4 separate regions of the Mus musculus genome follow, and all the other regions are linked to region 1. The links are chromatin contacts, called in public Hi-C, HiChIP or PLAC-seq and Micro-C maps. All regions are on one chromosome and are shown on one strand. The core of a region is the stretch at or near the end of the contact, and the rest is flanking DNA. Distances in the headings are between cores, read along the strand shown.

Evidence for each region. Hi-C and Micro-C count contacts between places; a contact is called where the count stands out from the background. HiChIP or PLAC-seq counts read pairs in DNA pulled down with a chosen protein or histone mark.
Region 2: a Hi-C map of the C2C12 cell line shows a contact between it and region 1, with 4 times the contacts expected there. The contact joins two enhancer-like sites. A contact is called at or near these places in 2 of 484 Hi-C or Micro-C datasets (the C2C12 cell line and adipose-derived mesenchymal stem cells) and 1 of 9 other capture datasets (embryonic stem cells).
Region 3: a contact with region 1 is called in a FOXA1 HiChIP or PLAC-seq map of pancreatic cancer cells. The contact joins two enhancer-like sites. A contact is called at or near these places in 1 of 484 Hi-C or Micro-C datasets (adipose-derived mesenchymal stem cells) and 1 of 115 datasets of contacts at active chromatin or transcription factors (pancreatic cancer cells).
Region 4: a Micro-C map of trophoblast stem cells shows a contact between it and region 1, with 4 times the contacts expected there. The contact joins two enhancer-like sites. A contact is called at or near these places in 1 of 484 Hi-C or Micro-C datasets (trophoblast stem cells) and 1 of 9 other capture datasets (embryonic stem cells).

What each region holds. Positions count from the first base shown.
Region 1 is chr13:29,502,369-29,505,435 of GRCm38.p6, forward strand. The region is part of intron 11 of Cdkal1 (CDK5 regulatory subunit associated protein 1-like 1); the gene reads right to left. Among named protein-coding and RNA genes, the nearest start is that of Cdkal1, 350 kb to the right of the region's middle. Within about 2 kb of position 1,258, at least 102 of the 459 cell types and tissues checked have an H3K27ac peak or open chromatin away from gene starts, as enhancers often do. A contact at or near this core is called in the C2C12 cell line, pancreatic cancer cells and trophoblast stem cells, where this site is marked.
Region 2 is chr13:28,756,957-28,759,741 of GRCm38.p6, forward strand. The region is part of intron 3 of 2610307P16Rik (RIKEN cDNA 2610307P16 gene); the gene reads right to left. Among named protein-coding and RNA genes, the nearest start is that of Mir6368, 47 kb to the left of the region's middle. Within about 2 kb of position 1,310, at least 286 of the 459 cell types and tissues checked have an H3K27ac peak or open chromatin away from gene starts, as enhancers often do. A contact at or near this core is called in the C2C12 cell line, where this site is marked.
Region 3 is chr13:28,527,771-28,530,583 of GRCm38.p6, forward strand. The region is part of intron 7 of 2610307P16Rik (RIKEN cDNA 2610307P16 gene); the gene reads right to left. Among named protein-coding and RNA genes, the nearest start is that of Gm40841, 110 kb to the left of the region's middle. Within about 2 kb of position 1,346, at least 7 of the 459 cell types and tissues checked have an H3K27ac peak or open chromatin away from gene starts, as enhancers often do. A contact at or near this core is called in pancreatic cancer cells, where this site is marked.
Region 4 is chr13:28,987,891-28,990,665 of GRCm38.p6, forward strand. No RefSeq gene overlaps it. Among named protein-coding and RNA genes, the nearest start is that of A330102I10Rik, 27 kb to the right of the region's middle. Within about 2 kb of position 1,376, at least 47 of the 459 cell types and tissues checked have an H3K27ac peak or open chromatin away from gene starts, as enhancers often do. A contact at or near this core is called in trophoblast stem cells, where this site is marked.

The DNA.
Region 1 (3,067 bases), core at 8-2,507:
GGCACCTGTGGGCAGCGGGTGGATGAAGTGGCCCTTTGTGGCAAGTCCCAGCCTATGGCTGAGGTGTTGCTTTGGTTCTTGCAGAATTATCCATAAACTGCATAGAAAAGCTTCAGCGTGGCTAATGTGAACATGGAGGAATACCATCAAAAGGAAAGACTTGGGAACCAGAAAGACAGCTCTAGGGGCATCAAAGTGTTCAACTTCTTCAGCCAGTTTCAGCCATAGAGCAAATGCTGATGGCACAGGGGCCATTGGAGGACAGCTGGACCACTAAGTAAGTACCCTACTAAGTAAGCAGCCAGGCTGCATGGAAGCTGGAAGGCCAGAGGGTGAGGGGGTCAGGAAAAGGATGAGCAGGAAAGGAGGGGAGAGAGCTGAGGCATGCCAAGAAGGTTCTGAGCACCACCAGTATTAGTAGCTATCGTAAATGGACAACATAATTCATGAGGTCATGTCCAATCACAGATAAAGATACCCAAACAACCCCGAGTGTCTGGAAAGGAAACAATTTTCTCTGATAACATCTTCCTTAAGACTGCGTATGTGTCTGGTTTTATACACCGGCTGTCTCAGTTTTTCTCCACAATGAATTCCTGGAAAATGCATCATGAAAGTCTGCCTTTCCTCACAGGAATAATAAAAACATGGACTGCTGCTCTCCTGTCTGTGACTCAGCATGGAACAAACTGTGATAAGACCACAACTATACCATAAAAGCAAAGATATAACAATAACCCACACAATCCTGGGAAACTCAAACAACAGCCTCCAAGTCATTAAAGGGAGCATTGTAGAATGCAGGGGACCTCTGAGTTTGCTCAAGTCCTGCCACTCAAAAGGTGAGGCTAACACTGAACCAAGAGAAATCAGTTTATTTCAAATCTAACAGTTAGGCTTCTTTCTGACATTTAACTGGAAAGCTGTCAACCTACTTCAAAAGAATTGCCCCACGTGGGCTAAAATTGATGTAAGTATGCAGAGATGTACAGTGAACCCACAAAACAGTAAGATACAAATGTGCCCGATTGTTTTATATCATCCAACATTTATATATTAGCTATAATAATAGCATACATATACTTCTATTTAATTGTACACTGTAACCTGTGGCTATGGCCTCCACCGCAAAAGCAAGGAAAAGAGAAAAAAAAAAAAAAGAAGAAAAGAAAACAAAAAAAGAACTCACGCAGAACCCTTAGGAGCTGCTAGCAAGTTGGAAAGAATCCAAGTGTTTCCTCAGGAGGAATGACTAAGCAAAGGAGTGAGCTGATACTATGTTATATAACTTCTAAGCAGTGATTGCTGTATGAAAAAGCCCCACTGAGACCCAAGGAAGCATTCTAAAGAGGAGAGGTCACTTTTGGTGACACAGTCTCCCTTTAGTCATTCATGCTCTCATAATTAACACCTTTCCCACACTCACAACTAAGCAACTACCTACCTAACTGAATACTGACGAGATAATCCTGAGCTCAGGACTTTCTGGAAACTGCCTCAATGCCTAAATGAGTCTGTCAGAGCTGCACAGTCTAATGCCAGCCCTCAGGCTGCTTTAGAGTCCATTCTAGACAAGAAAATTGCTTCAAATGTTTGGATGTTCAGTTGACTTGTTTCCAAAGTTATTCTACATCACATAACTGTGAAGTCTACACTAGCAATACGAATATAGGAAAATGTATTTATTTTCTTGATGAAAATATAACTGCCAAACTTGTTATTCTATTATCTTTGCCACCATTACTTAGCAATCAGTAAGAAAGAGGTCACATGTCAATATTCCCAAACCTTTCTTCCCTACACAAACATCTCACCATGTGACTGAGAAGTGATGAGCCCAGAGTGGACGTGCTCCCATTTATGCCACACAGAAGCTGAGCAGGTGTGGTCCATGGTGTATCAAACACCGAGTGCCACCCTGTTTATGGTGTCTAGTCTGTCTTAAAACCTACAGGGCACCGTACCATAAATGAAAACCCAACTGCAAAGTAAAACCCAAATCAGGAATATTTTTGGGCAAATACTATTTGGAGGACAGAATTTTTGCTACTGGAGAATAGAGGTATGTACAAATAAGGAGCCAATTAGTCAGAAGATTTAGAGACTAAAGTTTATGAGATGAGAAGGGTTGACTGACAAAGAGAATCATTTGATTTATGTGCGTCAAGACTTGGGCATTCTGGTTTTTGAACATACATTCATTTACAGAGAAAGCACAAAGGCTGTTCCTATCAAAACACTGCTGCTCAGTTCTCCCGAGACTCATGGGAGAAGGTAAATTAATAATCCCACTGGAAGGACTTGGTCCTTCCCAGAAAGGACATCTTTTTGTCTGTTCATCAGACAAAAACTGAGCAAATGTACTTTACAAGGACTTTATATCACCTGAGAGGAAAGCACGGACAACAGTTCCAGAAACCTAACACGTTTCCATCAGTGTGTGTATGTACAATTGATAAAATTTGCTATTACTAACGTTCAAAGGCCAATGGCAGAAACAAATTAAATCATAATTTATCTCCAGACTCTAAAAAGAAAACTTCCTTAAAGCAAACTGCTGTTTTCCCTGTATTCATCCCCATGCTTTCAGCCTTAGATCACTCTTCCAGTCAGTATTTACACTGAATGATCTAATCAGAATGTAACCAAAGATGATTAATGCTGATGTGATGTAAACCTGCCTTTCCTTAGCCTGAACCATACTAGACAAAGAGTTCCCTAAGGAAACTATCAGGAGCTAAACATATAGACATGGGCCATGAAACCAATCAATCAAATATTTCTTACCAAATCAAGTATTACATCACCCAAACAAGCTAGAAATGAATAAGTCTGACAGCAAGCCACAGCCCATCAGCAGTCCCGGCAGGGATGAGGCCAGATGACCAGCATGGGCCTGAGGGCTCTGCAGAGGCTGAACTCTGCCCCAGCAAGTCACGAAGGGCCCTGGAGTCAGGTAGCAATGTGTTTAGTGAGACAGGGGGTGAGCTGGATAGGGGCCATGCCTTCCCGTCCCATGCCCAGAATGGCAGAGGTTACTGGCAATGGGTCACAGCTCAGCCAGCTG
Region 2 (2,785 bases), core at 60-2,559, 750 kb before region 1:
CAACGCAAGAGCAAGAGTTCACAGTAAAGCCAGAGCAGAGGGGGGCCAGGCACAGCCTTTCGGATCTCAGACAAGACAGGGGAAGCCCTTCCCTCTGCAGCCTTCTCCTTTGCATCCGCCCTCACCTTCAGGTCTGAAGTAAACCTGAGCCAGGAGCCTCCTGGTGCAAGCAACCCTCTCAGAACTTAACAGTCTCAGGTTTTAAGCAACTCTTAGAGCCTCAAGGTCAGCTAGGGTACACACACACACACACACACACACACAAAGAGGAAAATAGGTCGGGAAACAAGAAAAAAGGAAACAAGTCACTTGGCAAACCAACCTCCACGGAGAATTAGCTTCTGAAAATCTTCTGAGCAAACAATTCACACCATAAAACAGCTGCTGCTTGCCATCTGCGGGTCCTAATCAACACACGCACATACACACACACACACACACACACACACACACACACACACACACATATATACTTCTGCCCAGTGGTACCCTGGCTCCTAGCTATTTCCTGTCCCCTTCAACCTCCTAAGCAATTCTTGGTCAAAAAAACGAAGTCACAAACTTACAGGCACTGACAGTGTTTTCCTAGGGTAGATTCTGTCCAAGACGTTATGACAGTAACAGAAAAAGAGCAAGCAGGCCTTCAAGTCCTGACGTCTGCTCACCACTTTCAAAAACTGGCTCCTGACCTTATTCTCACTTGGGTCCTTCAGGTCCAGTCGGTGAACTCTGGACCTTTACTGGACCAGATCAAATCATTTCTAGAACCACTGTACCACATTTTATTTAGTCTTTCTGTTCCTCTCCCCCAGCCTCAAACGAATGACTCTGTGCCAAAAAAAAAAAAGCGGGAGGGGGGAGAGAAAGAAAAAGTTGCTGTTTGAGAGAGTATCAGCATGCTTGATTCATGCCAAAGTTTACAGCATAGTTCTATCCTGAGCCACAGCGAGGATGGGCCGTTGTGGGGGAGGGAAATGGAGCCAGGCAGCTGTTTTTTCAATAAACTCTAGCAGAATCCCGCCCACTTCCTGCACTGGCTTCAGGGACCCCAGCAGAGAGGAGGAGGAGGCAGCCAGCGAGATCTTCCTCCTCCAAGACTCAGGCTACTGCCTCCCTGGCTCGGACCCTCCTGATCCACCCCTGAACCTCAGGAGGGCAGCCAGAGGGTTTGTCCCAGCTCCTTTGGATGTTTATTTCTGGTCTCCAACTCCCAGGAGAGTTTCACCTCCTCTCTCCCTAATCTTAGCCCTCCCCACGCTCCACCCTCCCCCGCCCGTGTATCCTAGCTCTGAGGCACACCAGGCATGACTGCAAAAGCAGGGAAGGGAAGGGAGTGCGTTTCTCATCCCACACCTTCCAAGAATATGCTGGCCTTCCCTCTCTGCAGCTGTGGTCATCAGTCCCTCGGCTCCTCAAGCCAGCCTTTCCTCAGGCAAAGCCTCTGAGTTCAGTTTCTTTTCTGGAGTGGGAAGGGAGGGCAGGAACATGAGAAGGCACGGAAAAGCTGCTGCGCCCACCAAGACCAAGCAAGCGGCTCAGTCAGCCCTAAAGCTTTAATTTGTTAACTTAGAAACCCCTGGGGCATTGCAATCAAAGGAGGGCTCCACCCAGCAACACCTCTGATTACTTTTTTCCCTTCTAGTGGGCAAGTAAAGAAGAGGGGAAATTAGGACAACCGTGTGCAAAACAGAACTACTCCATAACACGGACTTGGCTCTCACAAGGTCCAGATTACGGACTCAACACCTCCATGCCTGTCCAAATGGAAAGAGAAAATACTCAGGGTGCAACCTAGATCCAGCTGCCCAGACAGCCTGCCAACCAGAGCATCAGTAAACCCCAAATTGCTGCTCAGGCCCCAGATGGCTTTTTCATTCCTTCTTTCTTTTTAAAGTTCTTTAGGGTTTTCTAGTTCATACTGGTAAACTGACTCTTTCATATCCTGGTTTTAATATGCGCGAATCAATAAGCAACAAACCCTTGGTGTGAAAGGGTCTGGTATAAGCATAGAAGTTTATACACAGTGACTGTGCAAGAAAATCAATCTTTCTTTTAAAAAGTCTCAGATCTTTCATAAATGACTCAACAGTAACCAAAGAATGAAAATGATTATGTCATAGTTCTGTTAATGATTGAAATATAAATTAAAAAAAAAAATCAGGCTCGAGGAGATGGCTCCGTCCATAAAGTCCTTACTGAGCAAGGGCAAATATGATGTCCTCAGTCTGATCTCCAACACCCACATGAAAGACAGGCACAGCTGTGTGCTCCAGAAATCCAAGAGCTGGGGAAAGGAAGGTGGGAGGGCCCCAGGGCTCCCTAGCCAGCTAGCCTGGCTCAACTGGTGAGTTTGGGCTCCCAAGAAAAATCCTGTCTCAAAAAAGAAAAGGTGGGAAGCAACTAACAAAAACATTACTTTGACCTTTGACCCCAGGCACATGAATATAATCACCTACTCCCCGCCTCTCCCTCCCCCTCCCCTCTCTTCCCCCCCTCACCACACACACACACACACACTACATGAGTTGGCACATAACCAACCCTAGGTCACCCTGTATTTCCAAATAGAGAAATAGAGATCTCATATAGCCTAACTCACTGACTTCCATTTAAGTCAAACAAAAAAGGCTGAACTGTTTCAAAAGGCATGAAACACCAAAAGATAGGCAGTCTTTTATGATTTGGCCTAATATATCAATCACAATTGTTGGCATCAAAAATGGTATTTCTCAAAAAATATAGTCTCAAATAGATGATGCATACCCTTGCTACATACAACTCAGGT
Region 3 (2,813 bases), core at 96-2,595, 970 kb before region 1:
AATGAAGACTGTGGGTTTCCAGGCTCCTCTTGATAATTTAGGAGTGAATGATGTCAAATATTTACTCGGGCCACGAATCCAATGCACTTCCTCCTCCTGTCTATTTAGTGTCACGTGACAGAAAGTGTCCCACACATGACAACTGTCACTCATCACAGCTTATCTGATACAATAATCTCAAGAAGCAGGGGTAGCTTCTCCACAGGAGATAGGGAGAAGAAAGTGACCGCCAACAGTTTTAAACATTCCCCACAGCAGAGTATACAACAGGAGCAACTAGATTTAAATCCAACATTCCAGATGTCAAGAGCTCTAATGCCCTGTATACCCAGGGCATTATGAGCAGCACAGCTCACAATTTTGCCAATTCTCTAGTTTAGGAATTCAAGAAATATTTTTGAAAGAAAGGTTTTTAAATCTAAAGTCCTAGCATTTTTTACCTACGTTCCCCCCCCCCCCAAAAAAAGTTTGTAGTCAGAGGCAGTGGTGATACACACCTTTAATCCTAGCACTTCGAAGGCAGAGGCAAGTGAATCTCTGAGTATTTGAGGCCAGCCTGGTCTACAGAGTGAGTTCCAGAAGCCAGGCCTATACAAAACAAACAAACAAACAAACAAATAAATAAATAAGTGTGGATCATTAGAACATGGGAGGGACCTGTGGTCTTTCTAAGTCTGTGCCTTTATGAACAGGCCCTGACCATTGAGACTGGTAGGAAATGACCCTTGTGCTGCTCAATTCAGAGGCCTCAAACCTTTGACCACATCTCAATATTTGTGGGCTCTTTGTCCCTATAACCAGCACTCTTACTTCAATTCCCAACCTTTAAACTCCTAAGGTCATGGAAACATTAATAATGGCCTTCCTTCATGAAACCTCAAGTTCTCTCCCACTTGCACTTCTGACCCATTTACTTACTCTGAAGCCAACAGCAGCAGCCTACTAAACAGCAGTTTCTCAGTAGGAACTCTGAATCTTTCCTCAACATCTTGGACCAAAGAACAGCAGAGCTACAGGAACCTTTATATCTTCGCAGCCTTTTGTCCATACAAACCAATTATGTAACTTAAATTTTTTCCTAGCTTTAATTTTGTGGGGGTTTTGCTTGCTATGGGGAAAGACTATGCTGGCAGTTCCATCTCTTGGCTATTACTAGGCTACACACACACACACACACACACACACACACACACACACACACACACGAGGGAGTACAGACAGACATGGAGACACACAGAAAAAAAAGCAGACACAGAGAAACACCTAAGCTGGCAGCCTGTAGTGATGCACAGACAAAATATAAAGAAAAAGCTTTCCAAAGAGGTTAAGCAAGCATTGCGCAATCAATGCACTGATGTATTGCTTTGTAGCTGGTAGAACTAAACAAAGCAGCAGCTATTTATTGCCAACAGAACAGCATTTTCAGCTGAAATGATAATAATAGCAATTAATGCTCCCTCTGAATTTAATATCTGTGAGGCACTATGGACTAAATGCCTTCCATGAACAATTTTACCCATGAATATAAATGTGTCATGGCAATTTTACAGACTGTAGGGAGGGTAGGGAAGGTTGAGTAACTCGCATGGTGGTGATTAATAATGGAGCCAAGACTGAAGCCCAGGGTGACAATTGTGCTGCACAGGAGGTCTCTGCCAGTAAATGCCTGACCACACTGGTGTCAAAGCCCAGCTATCTCTGTTTTGCTTATTGATCTGTTGACGGAACTCAAAATATCACTCAACTCATTTTGAAAAATTGAGCAATTCATAAAATATTTGGGTGTCAAAATGCATACAGCCACCGGCTCCATCCATCATAACGATCTTTTACTTGTCTCCAGGAAAAGGTACGTGTTATATACAATGGAAATTTATTCAGTGGTAAAGAAGACTAAAGCTACGAAATTTGCAGGAGAAATGGATAGATACGGACAGTTATCTTCAGTGATGTAACCTAGGTCCACAGAGACAAATGCCACATGGCCTCCCTTGTATGCAGATCCTATCTATAGATTCTTTTTTCTTTTTTAGTCATAGGTTTATCATTATCACTGACTGATGGTAAAGGACAGAAAGACAAAAGGAGCTATTACAGAGAGAAGTGATAATAAAATCCATCAGAGATGAAAGGGAGTGGGCACTGGGCAAGATAGAAAAAGCCAAGCCGGGAGGAGGCCAGGAGGATATGGAAGAAGAAGGAGTAATAAAACTAAAGATAGGTAGATATAGATATATAGACAGATATATACCATATAGAAGAACCCACTATTTTATGTGGTTATTGAACACATAACCTGAAAAAAACCAGGGAGATGGCTCAGTGATGTTGTGTGTTCACTGCTCTGGCAGGGTACTTAGGTCCCAGCACAGCACAGCAACCACATCAAACAGCACACACCTACCTGTCTGAAACTCAGGTACAGGAAAAGTGAATCTCTCTTTTCACTTCTGCAGGCTCCTGCATACATGTGTACTCAGGTACACACACACCCACATGCACATACAAAAAAAAAAAAAAACTGAAAGGAATTAAGAGTGGGTACTAAGGCTCTTCCTGGAAGCTGTAGGTTATTAAATAAAATCCCCAGTGCCAGTTGTGGAACACCTCCCTATGGCCAATGAGATCCTAAAAGGTTATTGCCCCAGATCTGTGTTGCTACCTGGACCTTGACAGTAAGGCTCTAATGCTGAAGATACCCCATACTCAGAGAAAACAAACGACAGCTCAGCTAGAAGCTTCTTCCTAAGAACCTCATCCATCTTCATAGCGTCAGGAGTAGTTACATAGACTGCTGGGGGTCGGGGAGTCAT
Region 4 (2,775 bases), core at 126-2,625, 510 kb before region 1:
TAATTCCCTCTTTCAGCCTCCCACAGAGTGGAATATACGGTATACCATCACGCTCAGTTGTTTTTTAAGTAACCTAGAAAATATTTTCATGTGTTATATGAGCAAGTAATTTAAAAATACTTGTCTGGAGATTTAATTTTTTGTTTCTAATATTATCTTGCTGTCTTAGTTAGGTTTTCTATTTCTGTGACAAAACACCAAGGCCAAAGTCAAGTTGAGGAGGAAAGGGTTTATTTCATCGTACACTTTCAGGTAACAGTCCACCATTGAGGGGAATCAGGGCAGGAATTCAAGCAGGGCAGGAACTTGGAGGCAGGAACTGATGTTGAGGCCATGGTTGGAGTGCTGCTTACTGGCTTGCTGGCCATGGCTTGCATTGCCTGCTTCAACCTAGGGGTGACATCACCCACAACGGCCTGGGACCTCCTCTGTCAATCAAGAAAATGGACCACAGGCTCTGCAGAAGGTCAGGCTGATGGGGACAACTTCTCAATTGAGGTGCCCTCTTCCAAAATGACTCTAGCATGTGTCAAGTTTCCGTAAAAGTAGCAGCACACCTACATATCCCATATACCTGAGCTGCAACTCTATCACTGCATCTTAAGCTGCAACCTTCATAGAGTTCCCATTTTGGAACAGAGTCATTTCCTGCCACAGGTCACCAGGAGGTGACTTAGAGCCTGTTTTCCACTGGGCTGTGCATGATCCAGCTGGACCAGTAATTATCAAGCCGGTTGTAATTCATTAAAAAAAAAAATCTTTCTTCATTTCCTTTTTGTATCTTTTTTCGTTGGATGCATTTCCTGCACTCTAAATTCCCTTCTCTGCCTGTTTAAGAAATGCTCTGTAGACAGTTAATAGAGTCTATTTGCATTGCATTTGTTTGTTGATTTGATTTCGCAATGATCTCTTTGTCTCTTCATTTCTAAAGCAAGGCTTGGCCTGTTTTTACCAGTCAACATGCAAATTTTTCTAGAGGCTGGCCTCTACAGTCCAGTAGCAAAAGAATTTCGGTCTTGTAGAAAATATTTGCATTTGGATGATGGGCTCCTACCACACTCGGCCCCGCTGCACCTGGATGCAAATCCAGGAAGCCTTTGCTTAGAGGCAGGCTCCAGAAAGGGGAGGGCTCAGCTGCGTGCTGTTCCATTATACGAAGAATGACCTGGTGTTCAAAACAGGATTTGGAGAAGCCTTGATTTTTGTCCGTTGTGGAGATCCGTGTATGTGTGAGGCCCTTGGAGACTGGTAGTCAAGTGTGTATTGCTAGTCTGATCTGTCAGTCACTCAGGCCTTTCCCTCCTCCGCGTCTCCCTGGGCTGCTCCATCAGGAGAGGTTATCAGGTTCCCCTCAGGCTCTTTAGAGTCACTGAGTAAACTGGAGTAAAGTCTGCTTAGGAATGTGTTTCTCAACAGCACCCAGCAACTTCCTTCCGGGAGCAGTGGTTCTCAGCTTTCCTAATGCTGTGACCCCGTTAATACAGTTCCTCAGGTTGTGGTGACCCCCAGCCATAAAATTATTTTGTTGTGACTTCATAACTGTACTTTTAGCTACTGTTATGAATTGTAATGTAAAGATCTGATATGTAGGATATCTGATCTGCAACCCCTGTGGGGGTCGGGACCCACCGGTTGAGAATGGCTGCAACTGGAGTATTCTTAAGGCTGCAGAGGAGTTATTTGCAGGCGGTTTATGTTTGCCTGCTCTGGTGCTCACTATCTAGACAAGATTGTCCTGGAAATGGGAGGCTGGTCGCTCTGTTTCTCCTCCCCCAGTGAAGTTCTTCAGGATGCAAGCTAACAGTTTCACTGGGAAGAGTAAAGTCTGAGGAGGAAATACAAGTGGGGAGTTACAGGGAGAAGGAGATGTAGTGTGCTCTGTGCCCCACTTTTTAGAGAGAAAGAGAGAGAAAAGAAGGAAGGGAAAAAAAAAGAGCTGTAATTTCCTCCAGCATTGGGCTTTGTGTTTTAGACTGTGAATCAGAGAATCATTTAGGACCCATTGCTTGCCCAAATCAAAGAGGAAGTGAAGCCAGAAGCATCGTATAAAGCACAGCCAATTACCTGAGGATTATTTTACAGGTCTGAATAGAGAGAACACGGCTTTAGAATTAGCTACGATAGCTCAATATGTTAATCCTGTGTAAAAATTAAATCAGGGTGCTCATCATACACTCTGTATTTCTCTTAATGTGGTTTTACTAAATAGGGATTTTTCAAGAGTGGCTCATGACTGCTAATGCAGTCATTATGCTGACGAAGTGTTACGCACTGTAAGAAGGAAGAAAACTGAGCTGGTTAGACATTTTATCTAATTACAATGTTCCATTAAAAAATAATAATAAAATAAAAGTGTCCAGGGGCTGGAGAGATGGCTCAGCAGTTAAGAACATTAGCTAGTCTTCCAGAGGACTGAGGTTTGGTTCCCAACGTGCTGGTGTCAAGTCATGGGCATCTGTAACTCTAGTCCCAGGGGATCCTGTGCTCTCTTCTGGTCTCTGAGGACATCAGGAGTGCCTATGTGTGGTGCATAGATAGACATGCAGGCAAAACACCCATACACATAAAATTTAATAACAGCCGGGTGTGGTGGTGCACGCCTTTAATCCTAGCACTCGGGAGGCAGAGGCAGGCGGATTTCTGAGTTCGAGGCCAGCCTGGTCTACAAAGTGAGTTCCAGGACAGCCAGGGCTATACAGAGAAACCCTGTCTCAAAAAACCAATAAATAAATAAATAAATTAATAACAACAAAGTGTCCATATGCTGGATATACT